Linked DNA regions of Mus musculus: region 1 is linked to region 2. A link is a contact called in public Hi-C data. All regions are on one chromosome and are shown on one strand. The core of a region is the stretch at or near the end of the contact, and the rest is flanking DNA. Distances in the headings are between cores, read along the strand shown. Region 1 has its middle 20 kb from the start of Atp1b4. Region 2 holds the start of Tmem255a (transmembrane protein 255A).

What was found. Hi-C and Micro-C count contacts between places; a contact is called where the count stands out from the background.
Region 1: a Hi-C map of Sertoli cells shows a contact between it and region 2, with 2.5 times the contacts expected there. The contact joins the enhancer-like site here to the promoter of Tmem255a in region 2. A contact is called at or near these places in 7 of 39 promoter capture datasets (the 3T3-L1 cell line, embryonic stem cells, hippocampal neurons and 2 more), 1 of 484 Hi-C or Micro-C datasets (Sertoli cells) and 2 of 9 other capture datasets (adipose tissue and pancreatic islet).

The regions. Positions count from the first base shown.
Region 1 is chrX:38,293,154-38,298,391 of GRCm38.p6, forward strand. It overlaps the pseudogene Rhox7-ps1. Among named protein-coding and RNA genes, the nearest start is that of Atp1b4, 20 kb to the right of the region's middle. Within about 2 kb of position 1,863, at least 1 of the 459 cell types and tissues checked has an H3K27ac peak or open chromatin away from gene starts, as enhancers often do. A contact at or near this core is called in Sertoli cells, where this site is marked.
Region 2 is chrX:38,250,666-38,255,607 of GRCm38.p6, forward strand. It overlaps Tmem255a (transmembrane protein 255A), which reads right to left and starts at 1,816. Exons shown (of 10, transcript NM_172930.4): 1 at 1,579-1,816. The coding sequence starts at 1,636.

The sequences.
Region 1 (5,238 bases), core at 613-3,112, 43 kb after region 2:
GACCAGAAAGGGAAAAGTGCAACCTTTTACTAATTATGGAGAGAGAGTGTGTGAGGATGGGAATATGAAACAATTATAACAACCATCTTCTTAGTGCCTAGTACTTCCTTTAACATGTAGAAATTCATTTCATCTTCATTATTCCATGGATAAGTACTATTATGATACATGCTATAGAGATGAGGAAGAACTGAGAGCCAATAGATGAGCGTTAGCTCACAATGATTCTCCTGTGTCCATCTTCTACTGGTTTCCTGTGTTTCTGGACATCTTAGGAAAACTCATAGTAGTTGACACTGTTCCTGCCCACCTTGTCAGGTCTATGTGGATAGCTTTAGAAGATACCTTCCCTCTGGAGCAAGTAAAAGTCAGACATTCTTCCTGTCCCTCGTGAAAGACTCAGATTTATTAAAGGTCAGTGTTGCTATCCTGTAACACAACATCCAATATGTTCTGTCTGGCAGGGCAGTGGTGGCCACACTTCTTTAATCCTGGCACTCAGGAGACAGAGGTAGATGGATCTCTGTGAGTTTGAGGCCAGCCTGGTCTATAGCTTGAGCTCCAGGACAGCCAGGGCTGTTACACAGAAAAAAAAAAGTGTCAAAAAGCAAAGAAATGATAAGAAAAGAAGAGAAGAGAAGAGAAGAGAAGAGAAAAGAAAAGAAGAGAAGAGAAAAAAGAAGAGAAAAGAAAAGAGAGAGGGAAGGAGGGAGGGAGAGAGAGAGATGTGAAAAATCAGTGTGTTCAGATATTTCCTTTTTCAGTAACTTTGGTAGGACTTGAGGGCAAGAGATATTAATCTATATTCTGGCCAGTACTATTGCTATGAGACAGTTGCTTATCTCTCAGGATATTAAGTCGGGAGTTTCATGTCTTCTGCTAGCATCTGGGAAGATGTAACAAACTACCTTGTTAGCATGCAGGTCATATTAAATCTCAACATCTTCACACCTCCCCTCTGTCACAAGGTGAAATGTTTAAGAATCGTACCCAGAGCTCTTTAGCTCTGGTATGCACATCCTTTACCCAGGGTGGTGTTGTTTCAGGAGTTGCTGGGGTTAACATTTGATGACATTCTACCCTGGGCTTTCCTTCATACCTATGGGCCACTAGACCTGACCTCAGTTTTCAAGTTTGGGGAATGGGTGACCTATTCGGAACAAACAGAACAACTTTATTTATTCTAGGTTAGCAGGAACACTTTTCCTGTTTAATCATGCTCTTTTCTGTAACTCTGTTTCTCGTGAGAGTCAGGATTGTGCCAGGTAGAGTTATATGATGGTACGACTGGAACACCTTAGACACTTCTTCATAAATAAAGAGCTAGTTTTTAGCAATTTGAGGAATGCTGACCAAATCCTACATTAAAAACACTTGCCTTTATTCATCTGTTCTGGGCCACTTGAGTGTTAGGATCTCAAGATGACATTTTCCACCGATTTCTAATCCTTCAATTAGCTGTGTAAGACGTTTCAGTTGCTATTTCTAATCTCAGGTGTTCCAAGCCTCCCCATTGTTTATTTAGGTCTCTTCCTCTCATTGTTTACACATCCTTTTTATCTCTTTGTTCACTAGAGCTAGAGAAACAGCTGCCATCCTGGGGCTGGAGAGAGAGGAAACAGGAGACCGTGGAGAAATGAGGCCATTTTCATTTATCATGTTCCCAAAGGACTGTTCCACCAGAAGGCCTGATGATTTGTTTAGGATTTTCATCAAAATGATTGCATGCCACCCTCGAAATAGCCCTCTGAGGACACTGAGGCCTGAGGAGATTAAGTGACGGGGCCAACATTACACTGTAGTTATAGCAGTCCTGTGCTAGAATTCCTTTCCATACCCTGGATGCTGGCAAATTCGGAGGGGAGTTCCAAGGAGGTGGCTGATAAGAGCCTTAGCACAAAGACTCTTTGATTATGGCAGAGTCTGCCCAGGATATCCAAGAAGTCAGAAAGTCAAGGGCAAACAGCAAGATAAATCAGTCCTCTTCTGTGTAATGTTTCCATCCAGAAAGGTGGGGCTCAAGGAAACATTTGGGATGTTTAAGGACTGGTGTATTGCAAAATTGTGGGGATTACGGAAGTTCCCCTAGCCTTTGCTATCTTCTCCTTGAGCTCCTTCAGCAGCTATTGACACTGCATGCAAAGAGGATACTTGGGTCATTGGAGAATAGATTCTCTAGGCTGGGGTCTACTTCAGTTGAAGCCAGAGATGGTGGGAAAAAAATAAGTTCAGAAAGGGAATAGGGTTTCCTCCACACCAAACTAGTCAAGGAGGACTAGAGATAGAAAAGGTGGGCTCTGGGGGGTCACAAGCATCTATAACCAGTGGCTCTCAGCCTTCTTTAATGCTGTGACGCTTTAATACAGTGCCCCATATTGTGGTGACCTCCAACCATAAAATTATTTTTATTGATACTTCATAACTATAATTTTGCTACTCTATGAATCATAATATCTGTGTTTTCCAATGATCTTAGGCCTGTGAAAGGGTCATTCAACCCTAAAAAGATCACAACCCACAATTTAAGAACTACTGATCTACATGGTAAGGAGGGTCCTGAGCAAGTTGACTCCAGGTTCCTTTTCTTGACTTGTGTGTCTGCCTGAAGATGCAAGAGAAAAGAAAATAGTTTATTTCTGGCCTGCTAACCCCCTCTTATATTTTTCTCGCTATTGACTGGAAAAATTCATAATAGATAGAAATAGTTCCACAGGGTGTTACTCTGATTCTCTTAGCTTGCTATCTGTCTATTTGGGTGGGGTCCTCCATGTATCTTTGCCCATTATCAAATTGTGTGGCTCATTTCTGACATAATCAAATTCTACAGCTAAATACATATGTGTGTATGTTACCTGTATATATCTATAACAGAAAGCATATAAGTAAATGTCAAATGTTAACAATTTATAGATAAAGGGCATGCTGGTGTTTATCACCATTTGCTTTCAATGTGTAGCATTTTTCCAAAAAAAAAAAAATTGGGACTAATGTCCATAACTGGCTGAGTCTGCCTTCCTGACCAGGTGAGAATGAGTAAAGTACTGGACATGTTAGACATCATAGCTGACAGGCCCAGCACAGTCGAACACTCCCCTCTGGAAGTCCAGCATTAGGGAAAACTGACCAGGTAGAAAGTCGACTGAACAGGAGAAAAACAAAACAAGTTCTTCATGTGGAATAAGTAGCTCTGCATACCAGTGTTTCCCAAAGCATGACACGTGACCCCTGAATCACTTTCATCCTAGGGTGCATTAACCCTTCAGATTTTTGTACCTATACTTCCGAGCTACAGAATCAGAATTTGGGGACTGGGGTTGGGAAAACAACCTTGTTAGTATGCTCTCCACTTATTTCTGTGCTCGCTCAAGTGGAGACTCAGCTATATTCTTCCTCTGAGTTATTGCCCATCTCTAGAAAAATTTTCCCCAATTTTCTGCTCAGGAGTTAAAAGCTTACTTCATCCTTAGAGGCTAAACTCCGATACACCTGCCTTCATAAAGCTTTTCTTGATTTCCTGTTTCCTTAACTCCAATACTCTTCAAATGAGAGAAGTGAACAATACGATGGGTATATAAAGTGGGATATAGGTATCTCTTGGGATATGGGAAGGATTAGATGAAGTATGGGAGGTATTAATACTTAGTCCCAAATTCTTACTTGAAAAGTATGTTACAATTGAAAGTAACCTTGATAGCAGAAGATTTGTGGCTTTCTCTACACCGAGGGGTGCTTGCCAGAAGCATGGATGGGTCTGAAGCCAAGGTGCAGGTCAGTAGATCTGAGAAAGCATGGTGGGGACAGTCAGGCCATCTAGATCTTGCTTGGGGTATTAGGCTGAGTTGTCTTGGGTGTTCTCCAGTAGGTGTGTGCTTTCTCTCTTCCTTTGATGGAAGTCACTGGCTTCATGATCAGAAGGCAGACTTACTCCTCCCCAGCTAGTGCTCTTCACCAGTTCTCGAGGGTACCTGATTTCCTGGAGGAAACAGAAAGGCAAAGCCATCATATGCTGCTTACATTCTTTCTGTGAACCAAGGTATTTACACAGCATAGACTCTGTAATTGTGCACATGCAGAATCCATGCCTGTGCATGCCTGTATGTTTACCCAGTACTTCCTGTTAAATTGCTTCTGCACCATGGTCCTTTACAGTGAACTTCAGTAGAGTCATGCTGAAACCAAGGATGCTCTTGCAGATTATCAAGTTGATGGAGGATGGAACAGGGCCATGAAAGCCTTCAGCCGCATTAAGTTCCTAAGAATCAATCCATCCCACACACGTAACTAAATAAAGAATAATTGCTAACTATTGGGGCAAGTGAATAATCTGCCATAGAGCCCTGGCCAAGAGCGACTGATGTTTGGTAAGGCCAGACTGACCTGGAATAGAGCTTAGCAGCTCTTGTGGTGGTGGCTCCTCCTCCGTTGTGAGTTTGCATAGGGCAGCACTCCAGTGTAACTTAGAGGACCAACTTAAGTTCAGATGTTGTCTGTCCCAACGGCATGGGGAGAGGGCAAGAATAAATGCCCTGGAAAAATTGTCTAATGAACCAAACAAACAGAACCAGCAATATTGAATTTATGAGAGGCCAAACAACATGGGTGAATATGGTACCAGCAAAAGGACACCTTGGAAATCCATTTAATGTCTTGCTCAGTCTGTTCCAGAACTGAGCCCATAACGGCTGCTGTCCATGTGTGTTCTGCAGGAGCAGGCTTGCTGTGACTCTGTGTAAACTAGTGATAGGTGCTGTAGGTTTTTCAGGTTTGTGTGTAGAAGGCTGGGTTACATAGATTGAAGCCATGGTCTCCAACACTGAACCCACCCTGCCTGTGGCAGTCCAAGGAGTCTGTGCTTCTCCACATAGCTTCTGCTACATAGGTTTGAATGCCACTGACTGATGTAGCATGTGTCCTTGTCAGCAAAGCTCTCAGCATGCTGAGACATTCCCTGTTCTCCTCTGCTTTCAGATGTGGTTTAACAACAGGAGAGCCAAACAGAGGGCCAGGGAGAAGAAAGCAATGCTCAGGAGCACAGCAGGTGGGAATCAGGACCACATTTGCATGATGGACCCAGAGGAGCCCTAGGGGACCAAACCTCCAGGAGCCACAAGGAGATGGGCTGTGTGCAGTCACAGTTTAACCACTCATGAGGGAAAGCCACCTTTCTCTGTCTCCATTCCCACCACAGCAACAATAAAGAGGAAAATTTCTGTATATTTCCTTCTGACTGTGGCATGT
Region 2 (4,942 bases), core at 566-3,065:
ATGCGAGGGGTGGAGTGGGGGGCGGGGAGGGTACTGGAAAGTCTGGTACTGCTGGGTTCGGATTTGGACCCCAGACCTTGGCCTCATTTTGCATCCAGCACCAGATAACTACGACCTTAAAAATGAAAAGTGCAGGGCTTCTACTGACAGGCCTTCCACCGTTCAGATGATAACACTTTCGGGGGCCCTTGAACGAAATTTGTTGCGACTGAGTCTTTTGCAGGCAGCGGAGAGCTCACACTGGGCTCAATCTCCTTGCCCCTCCCCTGTGCATGTTCCAGCAAATTCATCGGAGAAGAGCTGAGAAGACTGAATGGCAGAGATTCGGGACAGAGGAGTTTTGCAGAATGTGAAATATGATAGAAACGACGAATTGGGCTAGATTAAAGTGACAATTTTTAAGTTTAGGTGGAATTATGGCTCCACAATCCCTTCACTCTTACCCAAGGCTCCAAATTAATTTCTTCTCCCAGCGAAGACTTAGGAAGGTGCCTAACAGCGAAAGGCAATTGTTTTGTTTTGTTTCGTTTTGTTTTTTATTTCTTAAAATTCGTTTGTAGCTACCGAAAAGCACCCTCGAGGGGCCTCCAAGTTGGTGCAAGACGGTAGCGGACCTCTAGATTTTAGGAAGGTGTTGAAAGGTGCCCCTCCCCCTTCATTCCGCTGAAGAGGAAAGCGCGACTTCAGAAGATGCGCGGGCTTGCGCTGGATCCTATTTTTCTAGTGCTCTCACCACCACCACCCCCCACCTCTCTCTCTCTCTCTCTCTCTCTCTCTCTCTCTCTCTCTCTCTCTCTCTCTCTCTCTCTCTCTCTCTCTCTCTCTCTCTGCGTTTGGAGTAGAATAGAAATCAAATTCAAGGACTGATCATTCTGCTACGTATGTCCAGGCTGTGCTGTCTTGAGTGATTCCCCAGGATTTCCCGTCCTGCCAGCATACCCTTTCTTCTACCCCCATTCCCTTGAGTAGCACCCCACCACCACCACCCCACCCCACACACCGGGTCTGCGAAGTGTAAATCAGCTCCCGGACCACTGCAGGTCTGAATTTCAAGATATCACCTAGAGTGAGTGAGTGTGTGTGTGTGTGTGTGTGTGTGTGTGTGTGTGTGTGTGTGTGAGTGTTGGGGGGGGGTAAGATCCTGCTTCTTCTAATTATCATTAGTCGTGATCTTAGAAGTGATGTGGACTTTGCAAAGAAGGAGCGTCGAATCGAAAGCAAAGGCACAGGTTTGGAGGAAGTGTTTTGATGCCCAGACAGCTGAGATTTACCACAGCTGCAAGTCTGTACACACACACACACACACACACACACACACACACACACACACACTCACATGCACTCCGGGCTAGGTAAGGCTACTCCAACCCTAGCTTGGCGCTCCAATCTCAAGCGCGTCACACTTGTCACAGCTGGGCCGCTCCCTTGGGGCTCTGGTCCACCTTCCAGATACTCGAGTTTGTGGACCCCCATCCCGGTTGCCCTCTCTCTGGCTGGCACTGGGGCAGGCAGGAGCTGGCTGTCCTGGGGACAACGCACTTACCCCCTTACTGCTGCCTCCCAGAGGACAGGACTTACCCATGGAATCGGGAAGGGACATGTCGCTGGACCGCTGCTGAGTCAGGGACTGATGCATGGTGAAAGCTGTCCAGTTGCCCCTGTCCCCGAAGCTGCTTCAAGAGCCCCTGGCTCAGGGCGCCCCGCAGAGCATCCTACTCTGCCGCTGCCTCTCTCGGTCTTCCCTAGCGCTGAGAGGGACTGACTGCCTCGGGTTGAGAGCTGCAGCCCAAGTGCCGCCTCCCCCTCCCTCCCCCTCTTCTCCCTCCCTCCTCTTCTGCCTCCCTCTGCTCCGGGAGGCAGCAGCATTGGCGTCCATGCAGCAGCGTGCGCTTGCGCAAGACCCCCCCTTTCTTCCTCCCCCCTCGGCCTCCCCATCCTAGTTATCCACCTCCCAGCCTGCCAGACAGGGAGACCGTTTCGCCCCTTGGGGCCAAAGCTGCGCAGAGAGAAAAAGGAGGCTTCAGCCTGAGGCCAAGGGGCCTTCTCCCAGTTTGAACAGAAGGTCTTGGGCGATCATCTTTTCTTTTACAAGATTCATAATTGGGGAGGGGGACAGAGTTAGAGGTTCGGAGCTGGAGAATGCACACAGTGACACAGACAGACAGGCACACACACACACACACACACACACACACACACACACACACACTTGTTCAGGTCTGATCTTACAGCTTCCAGAATAACATAATGGAGCTGGAGACAGTCCAGAAAAGGGCCACTCTATAATCAAAAGGATGGTAGTGGTTGGAGGGGGGGCAGAATGCCTTATGAAGATAGATTAAACAAATGCGCACTCTTTAGTCTAGAACGATGAAGGCTGAGAAGGGATGTGACCGGAGTGTATAAAATTATACAGTTAGAGACAGAGAACACAGCCTTATTCATCACAACTGATAATTTGAAAAGCAACAACCCCCCCCAAGAGTTATAAGGAGGTTCAGCTAAAGAAAACATGACACTCTATCAGTACCCCAGTTTGTATTTTTGTTCCAGGAGATTTTATATCAAGATAGGCTTTTTTAGACCATAGCAGCCGTGTAAGGGAGAAAAAGGAATGATCCATAGACCCATTTTGCAGATGAAGAAACTGAGTATCAGTTGAAACTCTCCATGCCTTTGCAGCTACTAAATTACAGAGGTGAGATGCAAACCTGGATATCAAATGCTCTTGCTAAGGAGGCAGGCTCTGTGGCCCTGCTTGCACAACTCCTAATTTAGGTTGTGAAGGCCTAGCCTTTAAGGGCTGAGACATCTCTCCAGCCCTGCTTCCACAACTCAATCCAAGCTAAGTGTAAAATTGTCCAGACAGGCTAGGGGGAGGGGGTCAATATACAAAGCATCTGTTTGGCAAGCCCGAGGTCTGAGTCCCATGCCCCTGCACCCAAGTGAAAAATCAGGTGCAACAGCACTTATTTGTAATCCCAGCCTTGGGGAGGCAAACACAGGAGGATTCCCCAGGGGTGCTGGCCAGTTCCAGGTCCAATGCGGAGATGCTGTCTCACAAAATAAGGTGGAGAGAGTGGTTAAGGACCACCCCTGACATCTACCTCTCATCTCGACAAACACACATGTTCATACATGTGCGCACCCGGGAGCGGCGCGCGCGCGCGCACACACACACACACACCCCTCCTGACTTGACCGTGAACCAACCGGGTGAAGGAAAGTACTGTGTTCCTCCCAGATCTGCCTTGCTAATCTGCTGCGAAACATTGTTTCCTTACCCAGGAAATGTAACCAAAGACCCTTGCCCTTTTCCACCTTCCAAAGGAAGAAAAGATTCTTCCTGAAGGTTAAAAGGAAGGCTTTTGTAAAGAACTTGGATACCCCAGGGGCCAGGTTGAATGCTTTGTCACGTATTATTAGCAGTTCTACACTACAGATGTGGTCTAAAGATCTGTGGCACATGTCCTAGATAGAGGCAAGATGGCCACTCTTGTAAAGATGTGTGTCTTAATCAAGCTTGGCGTGTAGGTCGTTCTTCAGGAGCTGCACAAAGGCCCAAGGAAAACTTGGATTTTTGCTGTTGCAAAGATAGTCTTTCGGTCCTGTTTGTTTAGCCCTTCTTTCTACCACTTTGAATATCTCATACTTAATGTGAAGAACCCCTGTGAACAGTACTGATGTCTCAGGGGTGCTTTGTCGTTAGCTTATTTTCGCTTCTGCGAGAGTAGCCTTGAAGAGAAGAAGTATTTATACAGGCTAGAGAAAAATGTTTACCACCATCCTCTTCAGCGATACGTGGCTCTCCTATAGCAACCATACAGCGAGAGAGCCCCAAAATGCCAAATACAAACTTGTTTACCGGAGCATGCTGCTTTAAGTGGATTCAACTAAGCTTTTTTCAGTTTAGAAAGAAATGCACTACCCATCCAGTGAAGCAGAGAGCATATGGTATTGGACCTTTATGAAAAGAACCACAAACCAGTGAGGACTCCTTAATGAAGGAAGGGAAAAGCCTTGCCTTCTGCAGTATCTGTGGCAATTGAACATCATTTCTAAAAGAGCTAGGGGAGTTAGCTGTTTAAAAGAGTGGTGTGCTGTATGTGTCTTTTGTGCTGTATCTTGTAGGGGGGTGGGGACTTTTGGGACTTGGAATGCAGCAAACACTTAAGTTAAAAATGACTTTGAGATGAGCAGCATAGACAGCCCCAGTGGCTGTGGCGAGGCAAGGAGTAGTAGCAGCCTCCTGCCCTGAAATCCTGTTCTTGTTTGGATCTGGAGGAGGGGGCTATCATGAGAACTGGTGGGTGGGGTCAGGGGACATGGTGAGGGACTTACTTCAGGTCCCTAAACTTCTTTTCATCCAAAGAAAGTCTATCTGAATTCACAATGAGCTGGACAACTAAAAAGCAAAGGGGAATTTTTCATGGAATTCATCCCAATTTCCTTCCTGTCCAAACATGTACAGATTTTATGCATAAATGGACTCTTAATAACTTTTACAAATAGTCAAACCATCTAGAGGTAGGAACAGGTATTTCATGCAAATGGAGACTACTGTAAAATTACTTGGTTAGCGTCTGATTAAAAAAAAAAGAAATTACTAAAGTAGCTTAAAATAAATCCTTTTCATTGCATGCTTAATCAAGCATACAGTGCTGCCCTGGGTTGCAAACTCTTTTACAGCATCAGGAAACTTTGCCAATGGATCTGCAGCCTAATTCTCTCTATCTTCTTGAAGCCAATAATGAAGACTCTTCCCAGAAGCCTTCAGACTAGAAAAATGCCAGATGGCGCTCTGTCTCTAACACATTCACCTTGGGAATACTCAGAACAATCACCTTATTTTGATGATCAATTTGACTTAGTTAAATTACTGTAGTACCTTCCAGATTCCAAATTCGGGACTGTAGACCAGAAGGATCATGTCTACACACAC